2 separate regions of the Pelodiscus sinensis genome follow, and region 1 is linked to region 2. Evidence: chromatin contacts called from public Hi-C data. All regions are on one chromosome and are shown on one strand. Each heading gives the region's core, a stretch centred on a gene start, on an enhancer-like site or on the middle of the called end of the contact. The rest is flanking DNA. Distances are from core to core; before and after follow the strand shown. Region 1 holds the start of LOC102460830 (dual specificity protein phosphatase 10-like). Region 2 holds the start of RCOR2 (REST corepressor 2).

Region 1 (3,999 bases), core at 453-2,952, 140 kb after region 2:
TGGGACTAGTCCAGGTAGGCCAGGCTGTTAGGTTCTGTATGGAGGCAGCTCTGGCTCTGGGGTGCTGCTGCCCCAGAGAGATTGGAGTGGCAGGCAGAAGGACCACCCTAGAGACTAGTGGGAAGGGTCCCCACTCCCTAGAAAGGGGTTCTTCAACGTGCGAGCCCACACACGTATAAATCAGTAGACAATAAAGAAACACAGTTTGGAGCATTAGTTCCCATTGATGCCAGTGGAATTGTGGCCAGTTTACACCAGCTGGGGATCTGGCCCCTGACCTTGTGCTGTCTGAGTCTCCCCTGCCACCCTCATGACCTCACCAACAAACTTGTTGGCTTTGGCTCAAGGAGTTTCTTGTTGAGCCAGTTCCAGGCTGGCCATGTCCCCGCCCAGGTATGTGTCACTCAGTGAGTAACTGCTATGGAGTCATCCACCACACCTGTGCTAAAGTCTACCCCTGAGATGTCAGCGGGAGGGAAAATAGCATTCCCATCAAAGGCACTGATATGCAAAGGCAAAGCTGCCTGTGCTGCCCTGTGGAGCATGCTCGGGGCAGCAGAGCATGGCATGGTGTTGGTGTTAGCAGGGATTGGTATCTGTTTGCTGTGTGCAGTGGGTGTGGCTTGCCTGGATTTGGGATTCAGTGGGTGTGCAAAACAAGCACAATGTATTTGCACACTAGGCCCACAGTGCCCCACCCTCCCATTCAGCATGGCAGGGTGGCAAGGGAGATGTGTTGTGAATCAAGGGCTGCAAAGGATCCAGGTCCAACTATTCTGTTAAATTTCTTACTCATATGACTCCTACTGTCCCTGGGAAGCTCAGATATAAGCCTGTACTACTGGGGATGGACAGACAGATGGCTCCTAGCAGTGAGTTTAGGGATGGAGACACCAAGAGGCATTATGCTAATGTACTGACTCCTCCTGGATCTCAGAGTTTTTTGCTAAATTCATTTAAGCCACCCTGCCCCTCACACTTTGTAATGAAGCATTTATAGGACTTCTCCTGAGTTCTCCTCCCAGCCCTGCTGCAGACACACAGCATAATACTCAGCACAAGGCTCTTCCTTCTCACACTGCCTCAGTTTTCCCAGCTGTAAGCCTTTCAGGGAGGGAGAGTGATAGTTATAAAATTGAAACAAAATATGTCGCCATGGGAAACACCACAGTAAGGAAAAAGGTGTGGGGAGGAGCATGGATAGTGATAGATAGACAGAAGGATACCAGATAGATTTTATGGGAATAGATGGGTATGTGTCCAGGGATGGATAGATAGCCAGATCTGGATGGATGTGTGCAGGAACAGATAGCTGGTGTATGGGCATTGATAGGTACATAAATACACGTGGAGGGTTGAATGGAGATCTGGTTAGATGGATGTGTGGGGGATGAATGAATAAATCGACTTGGATGGATGGACCTAGGGGACCTGTGGGTTAGATTGGTTGCTGTCTATGGGCTGGATGGATCTATGGCTGTATGGGATTAGGCAGATAGGTCGTTCTCCATGTGTTTCTCCAGCGCCTGCCGCCGTGCACAGACAGACAGACAGACAGAGCCAAGGGGACTCCTTCCTTTCACAATGAAACCAGCTTGGGTCACGTGCTACTCTGTGTCTAACCATCCCGGAGATCCGGGCTCTCTCTCATTGGCTACAGATGATGTCACCCCTTAGCCCCTCCTCCCCCGGCTCCCCCTCCCACCAAAGCAAAGCTTCAGCACCAGATAGTGGTGGGGGTGGGGGGGAGTAAATAAGCAACTTGGGGGGTGGAACCTGCCTGGGCACTGGGGGGACGCAGGGGCTGGCTTCCAAGGACCCCCCTACCCTCAGCCCACATGGGCTGGAGCCCCAGTGCAGGGATCTGATGCAGGTAAGAGGGTGCCTGGGTACCCTGTGCCCTGGGGAGATGGGGGGCTCTGATTGGCACTCAGTGCGCGGTGGGCTTGGCACGGGGCTGCCTCTGCCCGGGGGATTTGTTTGGGGAAGGGAAGATTCCGGGCCAAGGGGAGCAGCATCTGGCTGGCTCCAGGTGCCGGGGTGCAAACCCGCGGGGGGAGGGCGCAGCGCTTTGTGGACGAGGGTGCAAAGATTTGGAGGTGGGGCGAACGGGGGTGCGGGGGGAGGGAGAGGAGACAGCCCTGAAAGCGGTGACCCCCGGCGCAGGGGGTCCTAGCCGGCAGCAGCTGGACGGTGCGTTGTAACACATTTGGGGGCCGGGGGCGCACACCTGGAGCGGGGGCGCAGGGCGCTGATGGGGGCAGCTGGGGCAGAGGGCCGGTCGGCGGCAGGGGAGGGTGAAGCTGTCCACGGTGGCGGCTGGCAGCCGGGATGGCGGGGGATCCTGCTGTCTGAACGGGGCTCCGGGGAAGGAGGGAGCGGGGAGCGGGGACAGGCCAGCACGGCTTGTGGGGACTGGCAGCGCAGCTTGCTACGGCAGAGCTTTGGGGTGCGTGGGAGGGGAAGGCTGGAGCCGCGATCATGGGTGACAGACGGGCTCCCGCTCCAGGCAGGAATGCCAGACTAAGGGTGGGGGGTGGGACCATAGTGCCAGGATAGGAGGGGCTGGAAGGTGATGCCAGGCTGGGGTGTATGGGAGCATGGTTCCAGGATAGGAGGGGATGGGCAGTGATGCCAGGCTGGGGGGTTGATGGTAAGTTGGGGAGATGTGGCGCGATGCCAGGCTGGAGCGGACTGAGGACAATGCAAGAGGCAGGGGAATGGGCACTTGGGCGGATGGGTGTGGGGTGAAGCCAGGCTGGGGAGGCCATGGCTGACTGGGGAGATAGGGAGCAATGCCACAGTGGGGGGAACAGGTGGCAGTGCCAGACTAGGGGTGCAGGACAAGTGTGATGTCAGGCTGTGGGAGGGGGCTGAGTGGGATCCTACCAGCTGCAAGTGGTAACTGGGTTCATGGCTTAGCACCCAGGCAGGAGGGGGTATTGTCAGCCTGGCCAGCTGTGACCTTACAGGGAGCTTGTGCCCACGCTGCGCTCAGCGCTGCACTGACACAAGGGGTTATTTTTGGGTTGTGATACCATATTGAGGGGCTCAGGAGGGGAGTTATTGGTGGCACTTCTGGGGCTGGCCAATGGGCTCCTGAGCTTTACACTCCCATCTCACACACCAGTGTGGAAATAGCTGCTAGAGGACCATGCATGATTGAACTCACCTGTGCTGTGACACACACCCATGTCCATGCCTGCATAAATAGACACCCACAATCAGCTATGAAGCTTGCACAAATGCATACATAGACCCACATACAATATGCAAAGCTTGCACACGCTCCCTCACCATCACAACCTAGCCTTATCACAGCTCCCATTTCCCAGTGTGCCAAAGCTTGCAAAGTGTCCACATCCACCAGAATATATATTTGCCGCAACATGCACAAGTGCATAAACAGAGATTTGCACAGGATAGCATACCAAAGCTCACAGAGATGCACACTCAACTCACATTAGTGCACGCTCACACCCTACCATGCACAGAACTGCACACGATGTACAAAAGCTTGTACAAATACATATCCCATAGTGCACATGTGCACACACACGATAAAGTACCCTGACACACACAGACACACAACCACCTCAGGCTCTTGTTCATTACCCCAATCTCTACCTTAGGGACAGGCAGCTGCTCACCAAAGAGCCACTTGCTGCCATCACTTGGAGTATTTCCCATCTTGGAATGGGGCAAAATGTGGGAGAAGGTAAACTAGCGCTATGGAATGGGGGCTGTAGCCTGACTTGGCGAGGGGCGGTGCAGGAAGAGGGAGGGCAGGACTGGGGGTATGGGAGCAGGAGGAGTGGCATGGGGACAGGAGTTGGAGGGGAGTCTAGGGACAGGAGAACCTTGTAGCAGTAAGGTGGGGAGAGGCATTGGGGCAGGAGCAGCTGCACCACCCTTCCAGCTAGAAAACCCTAACCCTAACCCTAAGCCTGGACCCTAGCTAATCAGAATTTTCACTGGTGGGAGAACGGCCCTTTCCCC
Region 2 (4,094 bases), core at 248-2,747:
AGCAATACCAGCACTGTGAATATACAAATAACCTATGCTAGAGAGTAACCCAGCACCCAAACTACTAGAAGATCACAGTTTAGGGTTAAACAGAGTCTCCTCTCACTTCCTTCTATTCTCCCTCCTATGGAGAGGGATCTGGTTTTCCTTTTGGGACCTCAGGAACTTTATGCAAAAGTGGGGAAAGGTTTAAAACCAGGTGGCAAAATGCAGCTACTAGTAAAGGTGTATGCTTAAAATCTCCATTAGATTATTAACCCCTTTGATCCCTTCCTGAGGTTGAGGTGTGAGCAGGGTGTAAGTTTATTCTTATATTCTCATTGTGGGCCAAATAATGTATTTTCCCTTAATCTCAAGAATGGTTGAACTGTTTTAGCTGAGATTTGCCAGAAAAGTTTTTCCTGAAGCAGATACCTGACATGGAAAAATGGTTAAAGTTTGGCAAAGTTGCTATAGGCAACTAGAAACAGTGTTTAATAATGGGAAGTGTTGGGTAAGTGTGAGCTCTGCCTATACTAATTAGATAGATAGATTTTGAGTTTCGTTTGATGATGCCCACTTCTCTCCCTACCCATTTTTGAAAGGTTCAAGTTTTAAGATTTTTGTAATGCAGTGTTACTTACTGTTGTGTTACTTAAAAGTGTCAATGAACAGCTTCTGGTTTATATTCTGCCATGTATTTCCAGGGACTGGGTGGCCATCAGGTGACAGAAGGGCTAGAAAGCCAGAAAGAAACAAATTGAAGGAAGCATTTATTTACTTTACATAAACATATAAGAAAACAATGTTAATAGATATATAACAAAGGATTATCCTAGAAGTAAGGGACTCAGAAAATAGACGTTATAGGTCTTTATTGCCTTATCCACCCCTTTATCTACCCTCCATTCCCATTCATACATTTCTACCTATTAATCCATCTATCCATAAATATCCATCTATTACCCTACATATCCCTCCTTCTACCCATCTCTAGCTGTCTCTCCCCATATTTACTCATTTATCTAACCTAGCTATCTATATACATATTTAAATCTATGTATCCATATTTATTATATATATCTTCATCTATCCATCTATATTCATTCATCTATACTCATCCATCTATGCTAAGCACATCTGGTCCAAAAAGGCATATAGTGCAATAGGCAGAAAGTGGGGTGCCTATTGGGTGGGGAGAAATATATCCATTCCAAAATCTAGCCCCTCTAGCCTCCTACTGGAAGGGGGGGTGTCTGTCTCTGAACAGCCCTCCATCTCTCTCATTCTCTCCCTTTCATCCCTTCTGCAGGGAGAATGGCATTTTAAAAGAAAACATAAAGACCCACCCAGCCCCTCCCTTCATTCAATAAAGACTCGCAGACTCCCCCCTCCCTCCATACACATCTGGGCTCAACTCTCTCCGCTCCTTCCGCCTGCCTCTTGCCCCTGTCTGCCCCCCTCTGGCCAGATGTGCATCCAGGCGGAGGGGTTCAGCTGGGAGGTGCTGAGGCCAGGGGAGCTGGAACTACTTTTCCCCAGCAGCAGCAAGCAGCAGGAGCCGACCGAGGAAGCTATAGTCTGACTCTCATTGTGTGTGTGTGTGAGGAGAGACGGAGGCAGGCACAGGAGCTTCTGTAAAGCCGCCTGCCCACGCAACTTTCCCACCAGGGTTCCCCCCTCCACCACACACACTGAGTAACACCCCTTCTCTTGCTGCATCTCCAGGCCCTGGAATCAGGACCCCCCCATTTCCACTCCCTACTCCTGGAGGTCACTTTTATTTTTGTGCACAAGTTGCTACATCTTTGGAGGAAGAAAGAAGCCATAGAAGGAAACTGAGGTCAAATCGTCCCCAGGGGAGAGAGTTGGGGGGAAATCCCTCATTTTTAGCCCAACTTCCTCCTCCCTTTTTTGCGTTTGGTAGATTATTTTTTGCGGGGGGCAGGGAAGCATCTGGAATTTCAGGTGTTGGGAGCAAAGGGGTTTGTTACAAAGTCCCCCCCCCCAATTCAGGGGAGTTTAGGAAACTTTTGAAGGGGAGGAAAAAATTCAGTCTGAGAAAGGAAACCCTGAAATCCTCCCCTCTTTGCAGCAAATTTTGGGGATCCCTCCATCCTGGGATCCGTCCCCCCCATGGATTTTTCTGAGATTGTAAATTTCGCCCCCTCGCTGTTTTAATTTTGGATTATTTCAAATCGCCACCGACCAGCGCGCGCGAGTCCTCCACCCTGCACCAGGGCTCAAGGGGGGATTCCTGTGGTGGAGGGGGCCGCAAAGCAGGGGGAGCTGGGGGGAAATGCCTTCCGTGATGGAAAAATCCGCCCCGGCCTCCGGGATCCTGTCGAGGAGCCGGGCGAAATCGGCCACCAATGGCAATCATCAGACCTCGGAGGATGAGAGCAGCGAAGAAGAGCATTCGCACGGTAAGTGCCAGATTGGGGGCACAGCTATTGTGCAAGGGGCAGGGAGCTAGCTACGGTCCACACGCGGATCACGCGTGCGTGTCCCGGAACGGGAGCTGAGAATGATTCACTTGCGACACGCATGTGGTTTGGGGAGAGTGGGGGCTTGTAACACGCCACGAGTGTGGACTAAGAGGGGTGGGGGCTCACGCCACGCGTGTGATGGGGGGAAGGCTTGTGACACGCCGCGCTTGTGGACGGGGTGTGTGTGTCACGCCACACTTGTAGTACACAGCACCTCCCCGAGGAGGAGAAAAACTCCGCTGGAGTGCGAGGCCCTAAGGGTCAGGGATAGGGAGCTGGCGACAACTTCCCGGGTCTGGGGAAGGGACAGGGAGTGACCCGGTTCCCCCAGTACCAGGAGGTGCGCGGGCGGGGGAGAATCGGAGTGCGATGCTGCTTCCCTAGTGACTTGAATGAATCCCACTTTCAAAGGTGCCTCGGAATCCCCTCCTCACCTGGCGTCCAACGGGGAGACTTGGTGACCCCTCCCCCCTTTCCCCGTGGCTCCTGGGGTTGGCGGGGAGGACCGGGACTCAAACACAGTGTCGAATGCAACAATGCTGGATATATAATTGCTCCTGCAATTCCATCTGGGACCCGATCCCTGGGAGTGGGGGCGGAGGGGGGCAGAATAACAATGGAGTATCGGGGGCCAACCTGTTCCCAAACTTAGCTCCAGGGGGAGTGCAGCAGCGCTCCCGACCGAACAAAGAGCCGGGGCATCACTGGAAGGTTGGTTTTGCTAACAGCTTCGACCCCATTGTCCCCTGGCGCCCTCGTGTGTGCCTGCCTCCCAGCGTCAGCCGGCTTTGTTAGCCCCCCTCCCCCGCGCCGCACACCAGCGCCAGCTAGGGATGTGCTGGGGGTCCAAGGATACTGGAGCGGCCGATTCCTCCTACCGACCATGTGGAATCCGTTCGGGGAACGTGTGTGTGTGTGGTGGGGGGGGGGCAGTTACGCCCCTTTGGTGCTGGCTCTGGGGAGGCACAAGCAACCCAAGAAGATGGTGAGGGTGTCAACAGGGTGGAGTGCTGGCTGGGCTGGGCATCCTCCCTTGCCAGCCCTGTTAGCCCATCACTAAGGAGAAAGGGTCTCACCTCCGAGACCTCGTATGGTCCCCCAAGTGCGCGGGGGGTGGCGTCCCACCGCCCCCAGCTGGCCAAGCTGTTGGGAAATTCTGCCAAAGACACCCCCTCCTCCCCAGCGAGAGAGTCTGTCACAGCTGCGGCGCAGCCAGCCACCACCCCCTGCTGGGAGGGAGGGGAGGAGTGTGTGTCCTAGAAGGTGGGGGTCAGTGTGCAGGAAGGGGGGCAGCTACCTGGGTGGTACTCAAGAACAACTGGAGCCTTCCCACGTTTATCTTCCCTGTGGTTACGGGATCCTCCTTCTAGGAGCAGACACCCCACCCTCCACTCTCCATCTTCCCCTCCCTCGCGTGTGTTTCTTGGGCCCTGTGCCGGAAAGTGAAAGCAGGGCAGCTCCTTGGCAGGAGCTGGCTAAATGCTTCCAGATCAGGCTGCAGCTGTGACAAGTCAGGTTCCCTGGGAAAGGGAGCGAGGGGCGGGCGGTAGAAAGGGGAATGGGATAGAGCAGCCCCTGAACCAGTGCGTGCGGGGCTACATGACTTGTCCAGCTCTGAGCTGCAGA

Evidence for each region. Hi-C and Micro-C count contacts between places; a contact is called where the count stands out from the background.
Region 1: a Hi-C map of an unstated tissue shows a contact between it and region 2, with 5 times the contacts expected there. The contact joins the promoter of LOC102460830 here to the promoter of RCOR2 in region 2. A contact is called at or near these places in 3 of 5 Hi-C or Micro-C datasets (liver and an unstated tissue).

What each region holds. Positions count from the first base shown.
Region 1 is chr11:33,927,553-33,931,551 of ASM4963464v1, forward strand. LOC102460830 (dual specificity protein phosphatase 10-like) reads left to right here and starts at 1,703. Exons shown (of 4, transcript XM_006125055.4): 1 at 1,703-1,873.
Region 2 is chr11:33,784,064-33,788,157 of ASM4963464v1, forward strand. RCOR2 (REST corepressor 2) reads left to right here and starts at 1,498. Exons shown (of 12, transcript XM_075939100.1): 1 at 1,498-2,405. The coding sequence starts at 2,279. LOC142830943 (a long non-coding RNA gene) reads right to left here and starts at 3,201. Exons shown (of 3, transcript XR_012906504.1): 1 at 3,105-3,201; 2 at 624-716.